7 separate regions of the Mus musculus genome follow, and regions 1, 2, 4, 5, 6 and 7 are each linked to region 3. A link is a contact called in public ChIA-PET, HiChIP or PLAC-seq, Micro-C and promoter capture Hi-C data. All regions are on one chromosome and are shown on one strand. The core of a region is the stretch at or near the end of the contact, and the rest is flanking DNA. Distances in the headings are between cores, read along the strand shown. Region 1 holds the start of Limd2 (LIM domain containing 2). Region 2 holds the start of Smurf2 (SMAD specific E3 ubiquitin protein ligase 2). Region 3 holds the start of Tex2 (testis expressed gene 2). Region 4 holds the start of 1810010H24Rik (RIKEN cDNA 1810010H24 gene). Region 5 has its middle 38 kb from the start of Gm39424. Region 6 holds the start of Strada (STE20-related kinase adaptor alpha). Region 7 holds the start of Kpna2 (karyopherin (importin) alpha 2).

The links. Promoter capture Hi-C pulls out the DNA fragments that hold promoters and counts their contacts. Hi-C and Micro-C count contacts between places; a contact is called where the count stands out from the background. ChIA-PET counts read pairs in DNA pulled down with a chosen protein or histone mark. HiChIP or PLAC-seq counts read pairs in DNA pulled down with a chosen protein or histone mark.
Region 1: a contact with region 3 is called in a FOXA1 HiChIP or PLAC-seq map of pancreatic cancer cells. The contact joins the promoter of Limd2 here to the promoter of Tex2 in region 3. A contact is called at or near these places in 3 of 39 promoter capture datasets (the C10 cell line, liver and pre-B cells) and 4 of 115 datasets of contacts at active chromatin or transcription factors (double positive thymocytes, embryonic stem cells, memory CD8 T cells and 1 more).
Region 2: a contact with region 3 is called in a Micro-C map of embryonic stem cells, with 3 times the contacts expected there. The contact joins the promoter of Smurf2 here to the promoter of Tex2 in region 3. A contact is called at or near these places in 2 of 39 promoter capture datasets (cranial neural crest and pre-B cells), 2 of 484 Hi-C or Micro-C datasets (both in embryonic stem cells) and 2 of 9 other capture datasets (liver and pancreatic islet).
Region 4: a contact with region 3 is called in a promoter capture Hi-C map of pre-B cells, with 4 times the contacts expected there. The contact joins the promoter of 1810010H24Rik here to the promoter of Tex2 in region 3. A contact is called at or near these places in 9 of 39 promoter capture datasets (the 3T3-L1 cell line, 3T3-L1-derived adipocytes, hippocampal neurons and 4 more) and 1 of 115 datasets of contacts at active chromatin or transcription factors (memory CD8 T cells).
Region 5: an RNA polymerase II ChIA-PET map of memory CD8 T cells shows a contact between it and region 3, with 18 read pairs. The contact joins the enhancer-like site here to the promoter of Tex2 in region 3. A contact is called at or near these places in 2 of 39 promoter capture datasets (cranial neural crest and neural stem cells), 3 of 115 datasets of contacts at active chromatin or transcription factors (large pre-B cells, memory CD8 T cells and pancreatic cancer cells) and 1 of 9 other capture datasets (pancreatic islet).
Region 6: a contact with region 3 is called in a FOXA1 HiChIP or PLAC-seq map of pancreatic cancer cells. The contact joins the promoter of Strada here to the promoter of Tex2 in region 3. A contact is called at or near these places in 2 of 39 promoter capture datasets (liver and pre-B cells), 5 of 115 datasets of contacts at active chromatin or transcription factors (effector CD8 T cells, extraembryonic endoderm stem cells, memory CD8 T cells and 2 more) and 1 of 9 other capture datasets (liver).
Region 7: a contact with region 3 is called in an HNF4G HiChIP or PLAC-seq map of pancreatic cancer cells. The contact joins the promoter of Kpna2 here to the promoter of Tex2 in region 3. A contact is called at or near these places in 4 of 39 promoter capture datasets (embryonic stem cells, hippocampal neurons, liver and 1 more), 3 of 115 datasets of contacts at active chromatin or transcription factors (bone marrow-derived macrophages, large pre-B cells and pancreatic cancer cells) and 1 of 9 other capture datasets (liver).

The regions. Positions count from the first base shown.
Region 1 is chr11:106,158,830-106,161,529 of GRCm38.p6, forward strand. Limd2 (LIM domain containing 2) reads right to left here and starts at 1,347. Exons shown (of 5, transcript NM_172397.4): 1 at 1,222-1,347; 2 at 519-613; 3 at 333-377; 4 at 106-245; 5 at 1-4. The coding sequence starts at 560. It overlaps Gm10840 (collagen alpha-1(I) chain), which reads left to right and starts at 559. Exons shown (of 2, transcript XM_030246469.1): 1 at 559-629; 2 at 931-2,330. The coding sequence starts at 559. The coding sequence ends at 1,732.
Region 2 is chr11:106,919,464-106,922,297 of GRCm38.p6, forward strand. Smurf2 (SMAD specific E3 ubiquitin protein ligase 2) reads right to left here and starts at 1,252. Exons shown (of 19, transcript NM_025481.3): 1 at 718-1,252. The coding sequence starts at 769.
Region 3 is chr11:106,611,461-106,614,209 of GRCm38.p6, forward strand. Tex2 (testis expressed gene 2) reads right to left here and starts at 1,470. Exons shown (of 12, transcript NM_198292.3): 1 at 1,398-1,470.
Region 4 is chr11:107,024,487-107,027,186 of GRCm38.p6, forward strand. It overlaps 1810010H24Rik (RIKEN cDNA 1810010H24 gene), which reads left to right and starts at 1,383. Exons shown (of 4, transcript NM_001372502.1): 1 at 1,383-1,483. The coding sequence starts at 1,408.
Region 5 is chr11:106,960,489-106,963,188 of GRCm38.p6, forward strand. No RefSeq gene overlaps it. Among named protein-coding and RNA genes, the nearest start is that of Gm39424, 38 kb to the right of the region's middle. Within about 2 kb of position 1,328, at least 109 of the 459 cell types and tissues checked have an H3K27ac peak or open chromatin away from gene starts, as enhancers often do. A contact at or near this core is called in memory CD8 T cells, where this site is marked.
Region 6 is chr11:106,192,265-106,194,964 of GRCm38.p6, forward strand. Strada (STE20-related kinase adaptor alpha) reads right to left here and starts at 1,339. Exons shown (of 13, transcript NM_001252448.1): 1 at 1,202-1,339.
Region 7 is chr11:106,998,206-107,001,072 of GRCm38.p6, forward strand. Kpna2 (karyopherin (importin) alpha 2) reads right to left here and starts at 1,320. Exons shown (of 11, transcript NM_010655.3): 1 at 1,154-1,320. It overlaps Gm39424 (a long non-coding RNA gene), which reads left to right and starts at 1,264. Exons shown (of 3, transcript XR_880255.3): 1 at 1,264-1,344.

The DNA.
Region 1 (2,700 bases), core at 97-2,596, 450 kb before region 3:
CAGGCTGTGGAAGCAGAGAACATCTGGGTCAGTCTGGGGCAGGGCGGGAAGGTAGGGTAAGGGTGGGCAAGTAGGTGGGCAGGCCGGGACAGGGCAGGAGCGCACCTGAGTTTGGTGTGGCAGTGTTTGCAACAGAAACAAGAGTTGTGGAAAATGAGCTTGTCTGCCACCAGCCGCTCCATCGGGTACACAGTCTTCTGGCAGGCTGCACAGGTCTCCTTCACCTGAGCCCGCAAGCTAAAGGACTGTGGAGTAGGAGCAGAGTACACTTAGCAAGAAGCCGGGTTAGCGCCGACCCTTTCCTCTGCCCACACCCACCCTTAGGACCCTACCTTAGACCGCTGTACCGTGCTGCTGCCACTGCTGCCTTTGGCTTCCTGGGGGAAGAGGAAGAGTCAGAGGGGTCAGCTCTCCGGTGGCCCAGCCCACATCCCAGGGGCACTCGAGGTGGCACAAGGTGCCAAGCAAACAAGCTGCTCTTGTCCCCTTGACTCCTCCCCACCTGGCTGGACACCTACATGAGAGGGGGTGGCCTGGGCGGCTCCGGCAGCTTGGAACATGGCTCTTCAGAGGTGCTTGGTGGCCCTGGAGGAGATGCCGAGCCAAGAGGGTTCTGCAAGGGGAAGTCAGTCAGTGGGGCCCCATGAGCCCTCCCCCACTCTGCAGGCTGGGGTGTTTTTAGGCAGGGGGTTGGGGGGCTGCGGTTGGGACTTTCCCTAAGTCATTTCCTGTTGCTCTGGGTCTTGCCACTTCCGCCCCTCACCCACCCCCAACAGCCTACCCGCCCCTCATACAGCCCCCAAGGGTTAGGGGGTCCCTGAGTGGAAACATATGTGGAGACAGAACAAAGTTAGCGAGAGTGGCCGGGGACAGGGGCTCCACGGTCTTTGCCTGTGGGAAGCACAGGCAGAGACCCCGCCTGGGATGAAGGGAGGTCAGCAGAGGTCTGGGCAGGGTACCGCCAGACCCGCGCGCCCCCTCACCGGGCTTAGACGTCCAGCCCCTAGACAGTGCTGGGCCCGACCTCCTGCCTGGCCAGGCTGCGCTGCCTCCCGCGCCCGCTCTTCGGGACCCCAGACCCCGAAACCCCACCCCACCACGAGCCGGCCCTACGGGACCGACGCGAGCCTCGGGATCCCCGCGAGCGCAACGCGCGAACCGCCAGGCGGCGTCGGCCCCGCAACGCTCCGCGCCCCTCCCCCCGGCCGCCGTGGGTCTCACCGGGCCCGGCCTGCGCCGCGGGGCGGGGGTCGGTCGCTGCGGGACCGCCTCGGGTGCAAGTGGCGCGGGCGCGAGCTGCCGCCGCTGCCAGTGGTCCCCGAGCGGCAGCCGCCGCCTCACCGCGGCGCCGCCCCCGCCGGCCCCCGCCCCGCGCCCGCCCATTGGCTCCGCGCGCCCGGGGCCGCCTCCGGGAGAAGCCGCCGCCGACCCCCCTCTGTGCTTTGTCTTTCCCTTGCTCGCCGTCCCCCCGCCTTTGTCTGCCCCCACATCGCTTTCACAGCCCGCGCTCTCCCGCCTCCCGGAGCCAACCTCCTCTGCCGCTCGTGGAGAAGGGACGACGGCGGGGACCGAATCGCAGATCTCGGGAGGAGACGAGTTCAGCCTGCGATCGACACGCAAGGCTCTTCCGGCGCGGACCTTCAGAAATGGCCTGGGCCTTTACTGCCTCGGTTTACCCGTTAGCCGTTGTGAACGCAGTCCCATTAGCTCCGCCCCCTTCTTGCGCTCTTAAGACCCAGTAGTTTGAGGCACCCCACTGTGGGGACTCGGGAGGCAGGTCCACTGGCAGCCACGGAGTCCTACAGAGGAAGATGGAGGCGGCTCGTAGTCCCTCCGTATACCCCGATGTTAGGCCAAGGGAGCCGGCGGTGGGCCCATGTCACTACTGAAGGGGTGTGACAGATCCGCTATCCGAGAACTGCAGCCTTGTGGTTTCCGAAATCACCAGCCCCCTTAAGCTCGACATCCTAAATGGTTTCTGTGACCAGATTTTGTGGGATTAGTAACCTCGGGCCTTGCCATGGCCCAGGTCAAGCCCCTATCTGAAAGGACCCACTTCCTTGCATCAAGCACACCTTGTTCCACCGAAGGGAGCAGAGAGCCATTTAGGCTGGAGTTGTTTAGAGAACAAAGTGCAACAAGAGCTGCTTTTGCCGCTCCGCCCCAGCCCACTGCACAGCAGGTTGAGGGGAAGGACTCTAGGCAGCAGCATCTAGGGCACAGACTTCTGCTGAGGGCTTTGCCTGAAGCCCAGCTGGAGACTGTCTTCACACAGCCCTCGGCGACATATTTCCACACCCCTGTAACAGGAATAAAACTGGTGGCTCTAGCGCAGGCCCACGCGTGTCAGGGAACAGAACAACTTACCGCCTCCTGCCTGGCAGGGGAACAGGGAGGCAGCAGGCAGCATCACCCATCCCCACCCGCGCCCCACTGTGGTGCTAATGCACCCACGCTGAGCTTCGCTTTTCTCCCTCAGCCTCAGGTCGATGTTTGCCTGCACTGAGGCTCAGCCTGGACTTCGTAATGGGTGTTCCTCCACAACTAGGGGTGACTCTTCCTAGGAAAAATTATCCACACCTATCATCAGATTCTCCAAGGGAGCTGTTTTGTACAAGAAGGGTGAAGCCCTTAGGGACACCAGGCAGCTGCTCCGGGGCACTGATTGGCAGCCCGCCCTGCTGGGACCATCTGTGGGCA
Region 2 (2,834 bases), core at 2-2,501, 310 kb after region 3:
TGTGGAGAGGACTAGTGAAAGTTAGCTTAAAAGTTCGTATGCGTCCAGACTGAGAAACACATTGCAAAGCAAGGGATTCTAAACCAGGTCTGGAGTTAAGACATGAGCAACTAGTTCTGCGGCCTACAAGGAACAACCCCAAACATGCTACCCTACAATCAAACAACTTCCAAAACACAGAGTGTACAATGAGCCGGGAGTCGTGGGATCAGGCAGACACGCCGGAAAAGCCAACCACAGTCTCGGTCCCTCCCTCCCAGAGACGTGCGTTTAAGGTGTGTGGCACTGGCCACAGAGGTTGGCAGCACTGGAGAGTAAAGGTTTCACTGCCGGGCATAGGTAGGTGTCCAAGTTAACAACCCGGGAACACAAGCACTCTCCCGTTAAGCACTCACTCCATGTTTAAGGAGTGTTTACCGCGCGCAGTCAGCAACTGGATTCAGTAATCCCTTTCCCGACCCCACCTGGGCAGGAGCCCAGGGGCTGCTCCTGTGACCCCAGGAAACGAGACTTCAGGACCTCAAATCCGCCCTCCACGGGAGACCCACGGGCCACACACTGGGCGTTCTGAAGAATTTCCCAACCCCAGCTAAGTGGTTCTCCAATGACTCCCTAAACTAGGCCTTCCCACGCCCGGATTCCCGTCCAACGCCACCACCGACCGCGACCCCGGCCCTCTGCTTGCCCACAGGCGCCACAGCCGCCCGCCCAGCTCACCTGTCAGGCGCAGCTTGACGGGCCCGTTCCTCCGGCCTCCGGGGTTAGACATGTCCCCAGCGGCGGGGGAGGTGGCGGCGGCGGCGGCGGCGGCGCTCGCGGCCGGCGGGCCGGCGGGCGGGCGGGCGGACTGGGCTGGGCTGGGCCGACGGCGAGGCGCAGAGGAGTCACCACAGCGGCCGGGGCCGGGGTCCGAACAGCCCGCGCCGCGGCCGCCAGGGCCGGAGGGTCCCGGATGTGCCGAGCGCCGTCGCCATGAGCCGCGGAGGGAGCGGGACGCAGAGCTCCCCCCTCCTCCCACTTCTGCTTCCTCGGCCCGGGCCACACAACAAAGCGGCAGCCGCGGCCGGCCGCGCCGCCTCCGCCCCGCGCCCCCGCCGCCTCTTGTCCTCGCGGTCCGCCTCGGTCTCCCCTTCTCGGTGCCGCGAGGCCTGGGAGCGGACGGTGCGAAGTCTGCTGAGGCGGGCGGGTGCTCGGCCGCTTCCTCCTCCGCCCGCCCTCTTGTCTGAGAGAACCCGGTCCTGGGGCCGCAGCCGCTGCCGCCGCCGCCGCCGCCGCCACTCGTCGGCTCCTGGGGGCGGGGAGGAGACGGGGGCGGGGCCGGCGGGCGGGGCGGGGTTGCGGTGGGCGGGGCCGGCGAGGGGGCGGGCTTGTGGGCGAGGTCTCCTGCGCCTGGGGCGCCAGAGGAAGGCCTGGCTCCGCGCGAGCTGCGGGCAGCGCGTGCGCCACGGCCCAGACTGGGCCCCGAACTACACCGCCCGGCGGCGCCGGCTCGATGGCACCAGAGGGGCCTACTGACCAGCTAGCTCACTGAAAGATCGCCTGTGTCCCTACAGGGCAGAATGCCCGAGTAATACTCCCACTGCGCGCTCTGAGAGGCTGGCGAGAGTAAAGTTAGACCCAAGTCCGAAGAATTAATTCGCCAAGATGCTATTCCCACATCGAACGCTCCAGCAAATTCCCAGGAGTGCTTAGCTCTGAGTATTGTAATTGCCACCTCCACAGGCTCACCTGGTGCTCCATATCCGGTTACCTACCTGCTCGATTCTTCCCCCAACCCTGCCCAGGACAAGCATAGGGAGATAATACAAATGCGGCCAAAGACTGTGAACAAGATAGGTGGATATAGTGTGGAAAGCTCACGCAGTACTGTATTTTGCTGTCCCAGGAGGAAAAAAGAAAATGAATAGGACTGTAACTCTGACGCGGTGACTTACAACTAATAAGAACTTATTCTGGACAAATAAATAATGCAGGTTGTTTTGGGATTTTGTTTTGCAAGGTTGGGGTGAGAGTGCAGCCTAATAGTGAATTGTATTACATCAACTGCAACACATTTTTATGCAGCCATCTAAATGGCAATTGTGGTAGCCATGTAACATGTCAGACTTTATATGTAATGCAGGGTTTAAATGGAGAATACAAGTTTTATGTGCACGCAAGAGTAATAATGCAAACTAAGGATAAGAGTGTGGATTTGTGCCGGGCAGTGGTGGCGCATGCCTTGGGAGGCAGAGGCAGGTGGATTTCTGAGTTCGAGGCCAGCCTGGTCTACAAAGTGAGTTCCAGGACAGCCAGCGCTACACGGAGAAACCCTGTCTCAAAAAACCAAAAAAAAAAAAAAAAAAGAGTGTGGATTTATATCCATGTTAGCTTTGCTTTAAAGCTGTTATAACATTAATGCCGTTTAAACTGTTCATTGAAGCCTAATACATTTTAATCCTAAAACATTGCAAATGGTGACTTAAAATCTACCAGTTAAGACACTTCATTCTCCAGGTGAAATCCAAGAGCGTTTCATCGGTCTAAAAACACTCCTACGGATTAAAGTGATCCCAAAATCATAAGTTCTAGCAGTAAGACTTAAAATACAAGGGACAGCTCTAAAAATTCAATCAAGAAATACTAAGTGCTTATTATTCACAAAGCAATGAACAGGGCCCTTAAACACTTCTTTGTGCAATGTAAGATCTGAAGGCTCAGGAAATAATTCCCACAAAAGTTACTGTGGCGATAGAACAATTGCTACATCACTGTTTCAAACGCTAGGCTGAGACAATAAACTGAGCAGGCTGATGTATGCACTCTTCCTTTCCCTGGTTCTTATGGCCCACACT
Region 3 (2,749 bases), core at 220-2,719:
CAGTGAACTTCATCACCTCCACGTTCTAATCTGAATCTCCTTGCTCATCTCCTTTCCTGAAGACACACGTACAAGGATGTGCAGTCCCCCAGAGCCCTCCTCTATCCCTCTCCAAGCCTTCATGTCCCCTCCCTGGGAGCCCAAGGAGCAAAGATCAGCCACACTCTGGCTTCATTCTCGTAGCCTGAAGACATTTATCTGTTTGGAAGACTCTGAAAAGATACTGAAACCATTTAAGGGTTGGGAAAAGCTAACAGAAACGTTTCTCACCGGCCAATAAATCCAGACCCTTCAAACTCCCTTCCCCAAGCGCCAGAGATCACTTGTCCCTCAGTTTCCCTTGTTATTTTCCACATACAATTCACTTTCTCTTTGGATTTAATCTAGCTCCTGAAAAGACAATTCCTCTCAATTGAGCAATGGTGTCAAGACATTTGGACCTCACACCGGAACAGGACACAACCTGTGTCTTCAGGTTGTCACACTTTTCCTTTAACTCTAAAAAAATATGTCCTCCTCATCTATGAAATCTAATGACAAAGTAAGTACTCCTTAGCTCTAAGGGGAAAAAAAAGAGCGAGGGTGTTTAACAGACTTTGCCCTTAAATTTGATGCCGTGTAACCATAACAACTGATGGTTTAGGTAACCATCAACCCACTGAGGGGCTAAGTTTTCCAAAAATCGTTTTTCAGTGGGGGAAAAACTCCCTTGCACCAACTCCCGCGCGTAGAGTCGGCACTCCGGAGTGGCATGTGGTGCAATGGAGCCGGCAGCTCCTGTCCCTGCATCGGTCCCCCGGTCTCCACCACCGTCATCTCCATGCTCCCAGCGGGGCAGCTAGCGTTAGGCCTCAGCCCAATGTCACTTGTTAACCTTCCGATCTCCCCGGTTTTTGGTACGCCGCCACCTCCCTTTGAAAGCACACAAGCCACCCCTCGGTCCCCGGTGTCCGCCAGGAGTTGGGAGAAAAACAAGCGAGGCGCCGACAGCCACTGACAGATTCGCGCAAAAGTAACCGCGCTCCTCCATTCCCAAGCTTCTCCCACGGTGGCCCAGGGGGCGGAGGACGGCAAGGGCCCCACGCACAGAGGTGACAAGTGTTTTCCTTCAACGAGCGTGTGAATGCTGCTTTCCCGGACCCACACCGAGCCGCGGACGCTAGGCTGGGACCTGACGGCTTGCACCTCCCGCCCCGGGGCGACTCCGCCCTGCCCGGCCCCCAAGCAGGGAAGGTCTCTCCCGGGGCCACCCATGCCGGCGTCCCGAGCCCTGGTAGTGTGGAAGGGACCGAGCCCCGCTGCGCCAACGGCTGCGGGAGCTGCCGGTGTCCCGTAGCCGGGCCACCCAGTCAGGGCCTGCTCCGCCCGTCGCCCCACCTGGCCCGGAGCGCGCTCACCCCGGATCCGCTGGCTGCCTCATCCTACTACACCGGCGCCCGTACTTGGCGGCCGCCGCGGCTCCTGCTCCAGCTCCAGCTCCGGCTCTGGCTGGGGCCGCCGTGCTGCTGCCCGCCCGCCCCCGGGCACCGGCCGTCCCGCCCCGCCGGCGGACCCGCCCCGCGGCCGCGGCCCCCACCGCCCAACCACAGGGCGGAGGGGGCGGGGCCAGCCGCGCACCAGACATGACCAATCCAGCCAGTGCCGCGCGCCCGCGACGGGCCTGGAGGATCGGCCAGCGATCGGTCAGGGCTGTTAAAGGGGCTGCGGCGCTGCGGACTGGAAAGAAGGGGAGGCCGCGAAAAACTGCGGGTTACCTGGCAGAATCCCAGTGGGAGGAGCGAGCGTTGCACTCTCCCAATTGAAACTGAGGCGCTTTCCCCAGCTCTTTGCATTTCTTAATTTCCTCTTCCTGCAATTTAGCAACAAGTGCCTCCAAGCCGTGAGGGAAACTGTCTGGCTAGGCAGATTCTTAGGAACAGAGGTCTTAGGAGGACGTCGGACTTTATCAATCCCTGCTAGTTCCAGAAACTGGATGTCTGAGCTCCTCCTCCACACCTGACCGTAACAACCAATCGCAAACTGATTAGTAGAATTAGCGCCTAGAATTCGTGTGACGTAAATATATCATATATTATGATCTTGGGTTTTTTTTTAATACAGGGTCTCCTGTAGACTAGGCTGTTTTCAGAATTGATATGTAGCTGAAGATAGCCTTGAACTCTTAGCCTCCTGCCTCTGCCTCTACCGCTATGACTATAGGCATACACCACTACACCTGGATAACATAAGTTTACCTTAGAGGGATCGTGTCTAGGGCCCAGATAAAGGAAGGTGACTTTTAAAAATGAGTTCTCGCTTAAAATGTGCTTGGAATGGTGGAGGCTATTTTTACACCCATCAGTTCCTTACAGGGTAAAGGGAGGGGTGGAGGGGGCAGAGGGTAGGCAGGTCCCGCAGGTCCCTCATAGCACAGGGGCAGGTTGTGAGAGTGTCTTTGCTTATCAACTTTGCCTTCTAAATGAGTGGGTCCCAAACTTCAGCATCAGCCCATCCCAGAGGACTCTAGCATGTCTCAACTTTGCAATGACTGGGTCTGGGCCGTTTATTTTTCAACATTCTTTCCCCAGGAGATTCCAGTAGGGGGCGCTCTGGGGGGGCATGCTTTTTTTTTTTTTTTTTGGTTTTTCAAGACAGGGTTTCTCTGTGTAGCCCTGGCTGTCCTGGAACGCACTCTGTAGACCAGGCTGGCCTCAAACTCAGAAATCCGCCTGCCTCTGCCTCCCAAGTGCTGGGATTAAAGGCGTGCGCC
Region 4 (2,700 bases), core at 133-2,632, 410 kb after region 3:
TGAGATAGATCTCTGTGCGGCTGAGGATGTCCTTAAACCCATCTTCCTCACTCTGCCTCAGCGGGTTGGGGTTATAGGCTCCACCACTCCTCATGTATGAAGTGCAAGCAATCCAATCCGGCACTTCCTGCCTCTAAGGCAGGCATTTTACTGACTGAGTTACATCCCTCATGTTATTCTTCGGGCAGCTGAAGTTGAGCCAGTTGAGCCATAACTCCTACCTCAGAGAACAAACTGATGGGTCTGTGTACCTAGTCTGCCTCCTAGTCTCTTCAGAAGATGGAGACCTGCCTCTGTCTGCCTGAGTGTTCCCACTCTGTAGTTTCTGAGACCCCCAAGACTCTACTCAGTCCACCAGCACTCTAGCGTCAGGCCCCTGGATCAGTGACGCAGAACCCTGAGGCTTCCTCAGCAACTCTGTGTACCTCACACCAAGCCATTCGCGCCTTCGTGCATCTGTTTGGGTTTGAAGCTGTGGACCGAGAATTAGTCCCGAGGCTTCAGACCTGTTCTGGAGAAATGATACCCTAATCTCCCCACCCCCACCCCTTGACAAATGACGGTTTTATTTCATCTGAGTGGAAAAGCCTTTCCCTCAGGACCGATCGAGCTGTGATGCTGTGTCAGGAAGCTGAACATAAGCAGCAAAGGAGTTTGCTTTTCTTAGACACAATAAAAACTGCCTGTTCCCAAGCAGTGAGATGCCCCCAGCATTGGAAAGGTGGTTTGCCAATCTTTAGGCATTCAGTATACACTTGGTGAATGTGGCCAACTGAATACTAGTTATCAATGGATGGGTGGAGGGAGAAAAGAGGGAAGGAGAATGGGAAGGGGGCAGAGGAGAGGGCTGTCAAGAAAAAAAAAATTTGCTCACACCCCCCCCCCCGACCCCCCGGCCCGTTTCTGACTCTAGAATATCAAGATTGCATATACAGTCAAACAGCTTTGCCAAACTTGGTTTGTCAGGCAATTGCCTCACAGGTCCTGGAATGCGTTTTTTTGTCATCCGGAGTCCCCTCCCCTCAACAAGCTCAAGCTATTCTAAGCGCTAATTTATTTGTTGTTGATTTCATCACTCGCGTTCCTTCAGCCCCCTCAAAACCCTCACTCTCCCCTAGCCTGTCACCTCACCCCAAGCACACCACCCACCCGGAGCAAGAGCTCAAGGCCGTGCTGTTCTCCTGGCCCACAGAGCCCAGTCCGGACCACACATCCGACCCCCCTCGGAAAGAGGGAGAGATCCCCGCCGCTCCGTTTTGTTTCAATGGTCTGTGCAGCCAGCTATGCTCGTTTCCCCAAAGGCTGCCCCTCATTAGCATGAACGGGGGTGGGGGTGTGTGTGGGGGGAGAGGAAGCGAGCCAAAGCCCTCGCTGCGTTTTCCAGCCTGGGGAACCCTGTCTACAAAAATGACAGCTCGAGCCCTCTGGCTTCTCTGTTTGATCGTCGGATGGTCCCCCGAAGCCCCGGTGGCGGAGAGAAAAGGTGAGGTCGCTAAAATGCAGCGCCCCAGGGATTGGGAAAGGGGCGAGACGCAGGGCGGGACGAGCCAAGGGTCAGAGCCTGCGGGACAGGCGACTCCGGGTCTGCGTGCGTGCCAGAAAGCAGCGACAAGGGTCTCCCAATATTTCATGTCCCTTGGCAGCCTTTTCAGAAGGAAAGACGGGTTCAGCTGCTGAAATGATCTCGTGCGAGCCAGGCAAGCTGGAGAAAACTTTGCATGTTAAATAGCTGCATCCGGAGGAGGGAAAGTGTCAAAAGGGGTCGCGGCGCGCTGTGGACAGGCTCCCAGGCTTGGGATGGTGACACAGGCCAGCAATGGTGCGACAACTCTGGGCATTCTACTCCTCTCTCGCAGCTCTGGTATAGCCTCTGGTATACCTGAACCTTGATAACACTCTCTCTCTCTCTCTCTCTCTCTCTCTCTCTCACACACACACACACACACACACACACACAAATCAGGCAGTCTTGGCCAGGTGGTGTTTTTGTTTTGCTATTGTTAGGATATTTTGCTCATCTTACTGTCTCTGGGAATAATAGCTTCCACACCTAACTGGGCAATTTATTTTAGGTCATTTTATTGTTGTTGTTCCACACGGAAATTGAACGACTTCATTGGCATTTAACTCCACATTAGACCATCTTTTCCATGACAACAGATGGTGGTCTAGAGGGGAAGCAGCTGAGGTCAACAGTTGACAGGAGTTGGATAGCCACCAGAACTTTATCTATCGGCTATGCATGGTGTGCAGGTTTAACATAGGGAGGGAGTCAGATCCAATGGCTTTGCAAAAACACAAACTGTGTAACTAACCATTCCTGCTGGGAGAAAGCTGATTTTTTAAGATTATTCATTTGGCAAGATGCATCATTATAAAGGAAGTGCTGTCAAGGCTGCAAGGGGCACAACAAGCTCTTTAATGCAAACGAGGGAAAGTAGGTTGTGGGGCTGTGCTTGGCTGAAGGAGCACTGGGAGGTGGTGAGATTGCATCCCTGGACATGCAAAGTTGCCCAGACTTGAAGCTGTGCTCCAACCTGTATGCAGAGCTGAAGAAAATCATTAATAAAATTTAAAAAGGTGTATTGATATTCGGGAGATTTCCTAATGGGGAGGGGTAATGCTTTTATAATTACTCAGGGGCCTCTGCCTCCCAGCCAAGCTTTAAAAACCCCTTCTAAGCTGTTGTTTACTACTAAG
Region 5 (2,700 bases), core at 78-2,577, 350 kb after region 3:
CAGGCTCATGCCACCGTACCGTGGATTTAAAAGATGGATTTACTTCTGGTTTCTATGTATGGATGATTATCCAAACACACATGTCTATGTGCCACCTGCATACCTGGTGCTTTGCAAAGAGGATGTTAGGGTTCCTGGAACTGAAGTTATAGATGGTTGTGAGCCACCATGTGGGCTGCTGGGAACTGAGCCTGGATCCTCTGCAAGCTCATCTTAACCACTGAGACATCTCTAGTTCCCAAATGTACATTTTTTAAGAAAATAAGAGACTGAGGGCCTGGGGATGTAGCTCAATGGTGCTTAGCATGTGTGAGGTCTGACCCCCAGTTCCTACAAAAGATTTAAACAAGAGTGAACAAATAAAGAAATGGAGGCCGAGGACAAAGCTCCCTTGTGAAAGAATTCTGAGCAATCTCCACAAATGTGCTTTCCTCAGCTCAGAACTCGGCACAGCTCCACTGTGGGCGCTGGGTCGTGTCATCCATTCAGAGGACACAACCCAGAAAAGACTGGTTTACTGGTGGAAAAACCTGCCCAACACTACTGTAGCCAGGTCATTTCAAGAGAGACAGACTAACAAAATGGCTCAGCAGGTAAAGGTGTTTGCCCCCAAGCCTGAAGACCTGAGTGAGTCCCATCCCTAGAACCCACATGGAGGAAAGAGAGAACACCCACAAAATGTCTCCCTTTCCCTCTCTCTTTCTCCCTCTCTCTCTCTCTCTCCCTCTCTCTCTCTCTCTCTCTCTCTCTCTCTCTCTCTCTCTCTCTCTCTCTCCCATTTTTGCTCCATGTCTCCAGGCTTTGTTGAAGCCCTGCAGGACGGCAAAGAAGATGGGGTCCGCTCTGCCATGTTCCAATGCTATCTCTCTGCATTCTTGGGACAGTCACTTGAGCTTCATTGACCCTCAGTGTCTCCTCCATCTGTGAGAACACACAAATGCAGTGTCATGTCTCAGGCCTCAGTAACAGTGAGTGCTGGAGAAATTTCCTGTGGCCTTTGAGACAGTTGGAGTGAAGGAGAGAAGAGCCCAGCAGAAGGAGTCTATCTGTGGTCAATTCTCTGCGATGGCGCAACCTCCTTTCTCCCTCCCCCACCACGCCCATTGCCCTTCACTCAATCTCTGCTAAAAGCAGCAAATTCAAGGGCCTTTCAGACCTTCTTGGTCAACTTGACTTTGTCAGCTTTTTGCAGCCCCAGAGGGCACATTCTCTAGAACACGGTGTTCACAGCAGCGCCTCTAACCACAAACCCCAAGAGTCTCAGCAGCGAGACACTCAGGATGTCTAAGGGTCCTCTCGTCTTCTGAGGCCCAGCCCAGCGCACATAGCATGGGAATTGCATGCATCAAAGGCAGGAAGTCCCTGACAAGTCTGTCCCATAAGCCACCAGACGCTGGTTACCTTCATGTGGCTGAACTAGAGGTCGAGTTCTCAGGGTGGGGCGAGGTGGTCTGGGGCCTTCGCAGCCAGGGTGGAGCCCAAGCCTGAGGAACTAGACCTGAGAATTGAGGCCTGAGCTCCCCACCCCAGGAAGCCTGGCTCCCAGCTGCTCAAAGAGAGGCTGGTAGCTTGGGTCTCTGCTCCCTCCCTCGTGGGATAAGTGGTATTTGAATTCCTGCTTCCTTTCCTGTTTCCCCTCCCCTTTTTTTCTATACATTCCCCAAGGAAATACTAAGTGTGTACTGCAAATCCTGAGGATAAGATCCAAGGGAAACATTGAGAAGAGTTGGTGGCTTTCCTTGAGGACCCCATTTATCAAGGGTCTGGTTAGCCCTGACTAGCTTAGTGGCCCAGGGTGCCAGCTCTATTATCCTGGAAAAGAGAGAGGGTAAGGGGGGGCCTGGGGGGGCGCGCACTGAAGGGCTAGCCTGGCAGGTCACAGAAGTCTGACATATAGAGATGTCTCTGCAGCCACTGGCCCCAAAGGAGAGAAAAGGTGAGGACGGCTGGAGGCCAAAGAAGGATTTGGGAGAAGAGGAGGGAGAGACGGTGTACCAAGGAACATGGTAGCCTTCCAAAGGCAGCTGGGTATTAAAAACACTTAAAGTCACACAATTCATGCTTAAAGGGCGAGCAGAGTAGAAAGTGAAAGTAAAGAAGTGGCTGTAAGAAATAGCGGATGGAGGGGCAGGGGGCAGAGGGGCATGGGAGCAGGGGGCGATGGCATGCCAGCTCCTGTTTGCAAGGCCTGGTTAGGGCCTTTTAGAAGACGTAGTTACGGGGCTGGAGAGATGGCTCAGTGGTTAAGAGCACTGACTGCTCTTCTGAAGGTCCTGAGTTCAAATCCCAGCAACCACATGGTGGCTCACAACCATCCTTAATGAGATCTGATGCTTCTTCTGTGGTGTCTGAAGTCAGCTACAGTGTATTTACGTATATATAATAAATAAATAAATAAATAAATCTTTAAAAAAAAAAAAAAAAAGAAGACGTAGTTACGGTGCTAACTGTGCGCTCATCACCTCCCTCAGTGAAGGAAGCACACAGCCCACTCTAGCTAGTCCTTGTAAATCAGGACCAGAACCCAGGGCAGCCAGATCCACCCGACAAAGGATTTTCTTGTTGTCCTTATCAGTGTTTGTTTTTCCAAGTCTAATTTTATTATATTTATATTTTATGTGTATGGGTGCTTTGCCAGTATGTATATCTGTGCACCCGGCTCGAGAAATCCCTTCTTGAAAAACCAAGTGCCGGGCATGG
Region 6 (2,700 bases), core at 89-2,588, 420 kb before region 3:
TGTTTCTATGCTTGGTGAAGCTAAAGGACATTGTGTATTCTACTCTATCACTCTGGACACAGGCTGACAGCCAGCAAGCTCTGGTGTTTCTCTTGTCACAGGCTCATGGCCACACATGGCTCTCTACATGAGTTCTGGAGACGGCAGCATATCTTCCTATCTACAGAGACACCTCTCCAACCACCCAACCATACTATCGCCTCATTATCTCTCCCACTACAACAGGTACCGATAGGAGAATTCACTTGTTCTGACAGACTTTTTTTTCTTCTATTTTTACCGCTGGTCCTCCAAACTTTATGTCGGAGGTCACAACTATAAACCCAGCCAAAAAATCTTCTAAGAAACCTAATTAAAGGGTGAAGAGAGTTGACCAGTTTCCGTACTATAACTAATGGTTAAACTATTAAGTTCCTGCACTACGGCAGAAGCAAGTTAGCAATTTTCTTTTTGGTAGTGTGGAGAATGGAAAGCAAGTCCGCACTGATGTTAATCAAGAACTCAGGCGCTGAGCCACGCCCACAGTCTCAAATTTGGTTAATCAACCCTCAAGGATCTGAGTCAGTCTCAGGTGTTGGGTACCTCCGGATAAGGTTATCAACTATCATGAAGACCCATCCAAACACTGGAACATAGTTCTACTTCAACGGGTATTTCAGTAAGACCGAGTCCAACCGTCTGGGAGAAAGGGGTCAAATTGAAGTACCTTAGGGTCTTAGCAGAAGACTGAGTTGAGAAGTTATCTATTTCCTAAAATTATGAACAATTTTATTTAGCCACTCCCCTTCTGTCATGCTCACTCTCCGCCACCATACTCGGTCCCCAAAACTGCTGGGACACTTAAGACAACACATTTAGAAACTCTTCGTTTTGACCAAAGCAGAGAATAGCTCTGATCTTGCTTCCGTATGAGAACTCAACCCCATTTGGAAGCCCCGGAAAAGGTGGGGAGGCCATGCGGTAGCTAGCCTCTCCGGTCCGGCAACTCTGCTCAGCATCTCCCCAGCCAGGCCCAAGCCTAATTTTGCTCTCAGGCTGTAACCTCAATGCGGGAACCCAGAACCCAGGTTAAATGAGGGCCAGAGGAGGGCGAGGGTGAGCCGGGATGGCCACTTGAGGCTCACCCCCGAGGACACGGACTCGGAGTCTGGCAAGAGGGATTATCCCTGGGAGCGCACCAGGCGGCTCCGCCACCGGGTACCTGGTCTAGGAGTCAGAGCGCAGTACCGACTCCGTCTCGGCTCCGCCTCCTCAGTTTTGTAGCCGCGCTGCCGCCAGGCCGGTTGCTGGGAGGGAGGTACGCAACGTGACATGCGCAGTGGAGGGACCCAGGGAGACTGGCCGAGCCTCGCCCCTCCCCTTCACGGAACAAGCCCCTCCTACTCCCGCCCCACGGAGGAAGTCCCGCCCCTCCCCTACGGAGAAGCCCTGCTTTGCCCCACCCAAGAAGGGAGCTCCGCCTCTTGCCTCCAGCAGAGGAAGTCCTGCCTTGCCCGGTTCTCAGAAGATGCTCCGCCTTACCCCCTGCCCACTAAGGACTCTGCTTCGTCTCGCCTCGCTTCACCCCACCCATCCCAGTGGAGGAAGCTCCGCTTTTCCCCAGAGAGAGCTTCTGCTTCCATCCCACGTTACCGTTACCGGACATGCTAGACCCGCAGTCGCTTCGTCAGGGAGAGAGTTATTAACTAGTCTTTTTTCCCCTTTGCTGAGGTCGTTCCTTATCTAGGACGAAGGCAGGTTTCCCCACGTATGTGGAAGCGAAAGACCTTGTCATTGTTGCAGTTCCAAAGGACCCTAGAGTCTCCCTCGAGTCTCTGTACCCCTCCTAACCCAGCAGCAAGAAAAGGGGCAAGGGCTAACTATAGCTATTGACTTGGCTACCAGGGGTATTCCCACCCCTCATCCCACACTCTGCGGTTCCCAAATCCCAGGTGCCATTTCACCTGGTAGGACTCCAATTGAAAAACAAGTCTTTCTTGGGTCAGTCTCAGGCAATAGAACAACAAAGAGGAAACTTACCCTTTGTGCCCAAAGTTCCTTCTCCTTAAAGCACAGAAAATAGCTCAACTAAACGAGAGCTATGGTTTGTTTTTTGTTGGGGTTTTTTTTTTTTTTTTTTTTGTCCCTAAGTGCTTCATAACTATTTTTTGGTAGTGAGGTATTTTTGAGATAGTGTCGCATGTAGTCTGGACTGGCCTTCAGATCAGCTTCCCTCTGCCTCTGCTGGGATGGGATTAAAGACTTGGTGGTATGTCCTCTATTAGCAGAAACCTGTGATGAGTTTGCCTTTATGAAAAAAGACAGCAGGGGCCAAACCATATAGGACTAATAAAATGAGGACTCCGTTTTATCATGAAGTGATTTTTAGTCACTTCAGTTACTGTGGAGTGAGGGCCCAATACATCTGTGTACATACTGTCAAGTAATGAATACTTGTTTTTTTTCCTGTCTCAGATTTATACCAGTCGACTAACTTCCAAGAATTTTAAGTTTGGCCACATCATACAGGAACTTGGAAACGCACACTACCCTCACCTGAAGATCTCAATGTTTTACACACAGCTGTAACCTTGCCTAGTGCGTTTAACATGCCAAATTTGTTCTCAGTCTCACCACATTTCATCATCAAACAAACATCACGAACTCACAAAAAGCAAGGGGACTGGAGGAAAATGCAGTTTCTGCCAGTTCACATGGTCT
Region 7 (2,867 bases), core at 70-2,569, 390 kb after region 3:
GTTCCAGGACAGCCAGGGCTACACAGAGAAACCCTGCCTCGAAAAAACAAAAAGAAAGGAAGGAAGGAAGGAAATTAATTTTAAGACTTTTACCCAATATAGCTAAACTATTACCATTTGAGGATGTCATCAATACAGAAAAATTGAGATGTCTTACTGTTTTTATACACCTTCAAAATCCAATGGGTAGTTTAAGCACACGGGGCATCTCAACAGATTAGCGGCTTTTCAAACACTCAATAGTCTTAAGCCTCTAGCCAGCACGGTATTAAGTCAAGGATCTAAATTCTAGGCTCCATTAGTTAATAGAACACCAAGTAGGAGAACAATCTACGTCCTTTGTTTGTTTTATTTTTCGAGACAGGGTTTCTGTGTGTATCCCTGGCTGTCCTCGAACTCAAATCGGCCTGCCTCTGCCTCCCAAGTGCTGGGATTAAAGGCGTGCGCCAACAATGCCTGGCAACCATCTACGTCCTTAAGGCAATAAACGCAGCTCTCGTTTTCTGTTGATCGATGGCCAAAACGGATCCATACTAGTACCCTCTTGCAAGTTACATAAAGAATCGGTTCGTTCCATTATAGGGCCTTCCATCACATCATCGCTGTCAGCAATGGCATTAACGCCGCATCTTGCACACACTTCCAGAGAATGCATTCAGCCGGGATGACATCAGCTGTGATCAGTGGGGCTCGATAGAACCCAGGTGTGGTCGTCGCGAAGGGACAGGAACCCAAAGTACCCTGGTAAGCTAGTAGGTTTAACTGCTTTATGTCCGTCCTCGACCCTGACCCAGGTGATCCGGGTCAAGGGCTTAACTGGGGTGTCTTAACTGCCACCTTCATCCCCTGCCCAAAGCTGCGTCTCCTCCCCGGGGCAGAAGCATCAGGAAAGCGGCGGCACAGCCAGGTAGGTCCGCTCGACTGCGGCTGCCCTCCGGTCCCTCCACGCCGACCCGAGCCGCTCCCAGGCCTTCGCTGCCCTCCGCAGCGCCCGGCGTTGCCAACCCTGACCCCGGCGTGGCGAAACCAACCCGCCCCGAGGCCTGGTCGGAGCAGGGAGGCTCAGCTCCGGCCCGGGCGCGGCCTGCTCCCGCCCTCCGCCCCGCAGCCTTCCGTCCGGCCGTTACTGCTCAGGACCGGCTTCCGTTCCTACCTGTACAGCCGGCTCAGATTTCCACGAAAGGTGGTGCAGGACACTCAAGCTGCGGGTCGGCGGCTGTGGAAACGTCTGCTACCCTTCAGCCCTCAGATTTTGTGCCTCGTGCTGCCGGCCGGCGCGATTTAAATTTCCCGGTGACGCCGCGTTCCGATTGGCTGATTTGAGCCTAAGCTGCGCGTTCATTGGTAGGTTTGAAAAACACGTTAGGCGGGGGTGGGGGTGGGACGCAGACGCAGGTCGTAGGGGAAAAAAAAAAAAAAAGGTGGGGGTGGGGCGGTAAGCAGGGAAGCGTCGCGAGATGAGGGAGCGGCCGGGCAATCCCAGGGTGCCTTGCAGAAGGGTGACTCCAGATCTCAGCACACAGCATGGAGACCTGCGTTTCGTCTATGCTTAGATGGACACTGGGCCGTACCCTGTTTGCTTTCCCTGGGCTTGTCCTTAAACAAACACACGAAATTATTATTACACTTGTAAAAAAAGGCTTAGCTTGCGGTGATTGGCGCAGGCTTTTAATCCCAGCACTAGGAGTTCAAGGCAAACCTGGTTTATACAGCCAGGCCAACCAGGGCTAAATAGTGAGACCCTGTCTCAATCAACCAATCAGTCAATCAATCAATAAAAGAAAAGAGAAATATATTTACTTTAAAAAAATTTTACATCAGGAGCTGGTCACCGGGAGAACGTGGATCTGTGTGCCTCTTAACCATTAGTTGTATCACTATATTGTTTATAGTATTTGTTGATTATTTTATCTTTAGGCAATCATTAGTTGTATCGCTATATTATTGTTTGTGCTATTTACTGGTTATTTAATTTTTATCATGGGGAGTGGGATTGAGGCAGGGTCTCACATTAACAATAGAGCCCAGGCTAGCCTTGAACCTAATGCAATCCTTCCTCAACGTCAGTTCTGGGATTACAGACATGCCCCACTTTGTCCCGTGTGGTAAACTTTTAGATTACTTGGAAAATAAAGACAATGGAAGCCGGGCAGTGGTGGCGCACACCTTTAATCCCAGCATTCAGGAAGCAGAGGCAGGCGGATTTCTGAGTTCGAGGCCAGCATGGTCTACAGAGTGAGTTCCAGGACAGAAGCAAAAAAAAAAAAAAAAAAAGAAAAAGAAAAAGGACAATGGAAGCAGCAAATATGGTAACAATAATTTATTAGCCCGGTGGTGGTGGCGCACACCTTTAATCCCAGCACTTGGGAGGCAGAGGCAGGCGGATTTCTGAGTTCTCTGAGTTCGAAGCCAGCCTGGTCTACAGAGTAAGTTCCTGGACAGCCAGGGCTACACAGAGAAACCCTGTCTCGAAAAACAAAAACAAAAAACCAATAACTTATTAATACCTATTTTCTCCAAACCTTTAAAATTTTTTATTTATTTCTTTATTTTGCTCCCTTCCCCCAAACACACACACACACACACACACACACACACTTAATGGGTTTCTCTGTGTCTCTGTAGACCTGACTGAACTCCACAGACCTCAGAGTGCTGGGACTAAAGGCAGTGTGCCACCACTGCCTGCCTTCAAATACTTTAAAACTTGAGTAATTCTGAACACAGAATCACAAACCTTTGCCTAGACTTGCCAAATGTTAACATTTCGGCACATTTTAAAATATGTAACATGTATATAGTGTACACACACACACATATTTTAGCCTTTTCTCTAATTTGTTTTTGCTTTTCATGACATGGTTTCC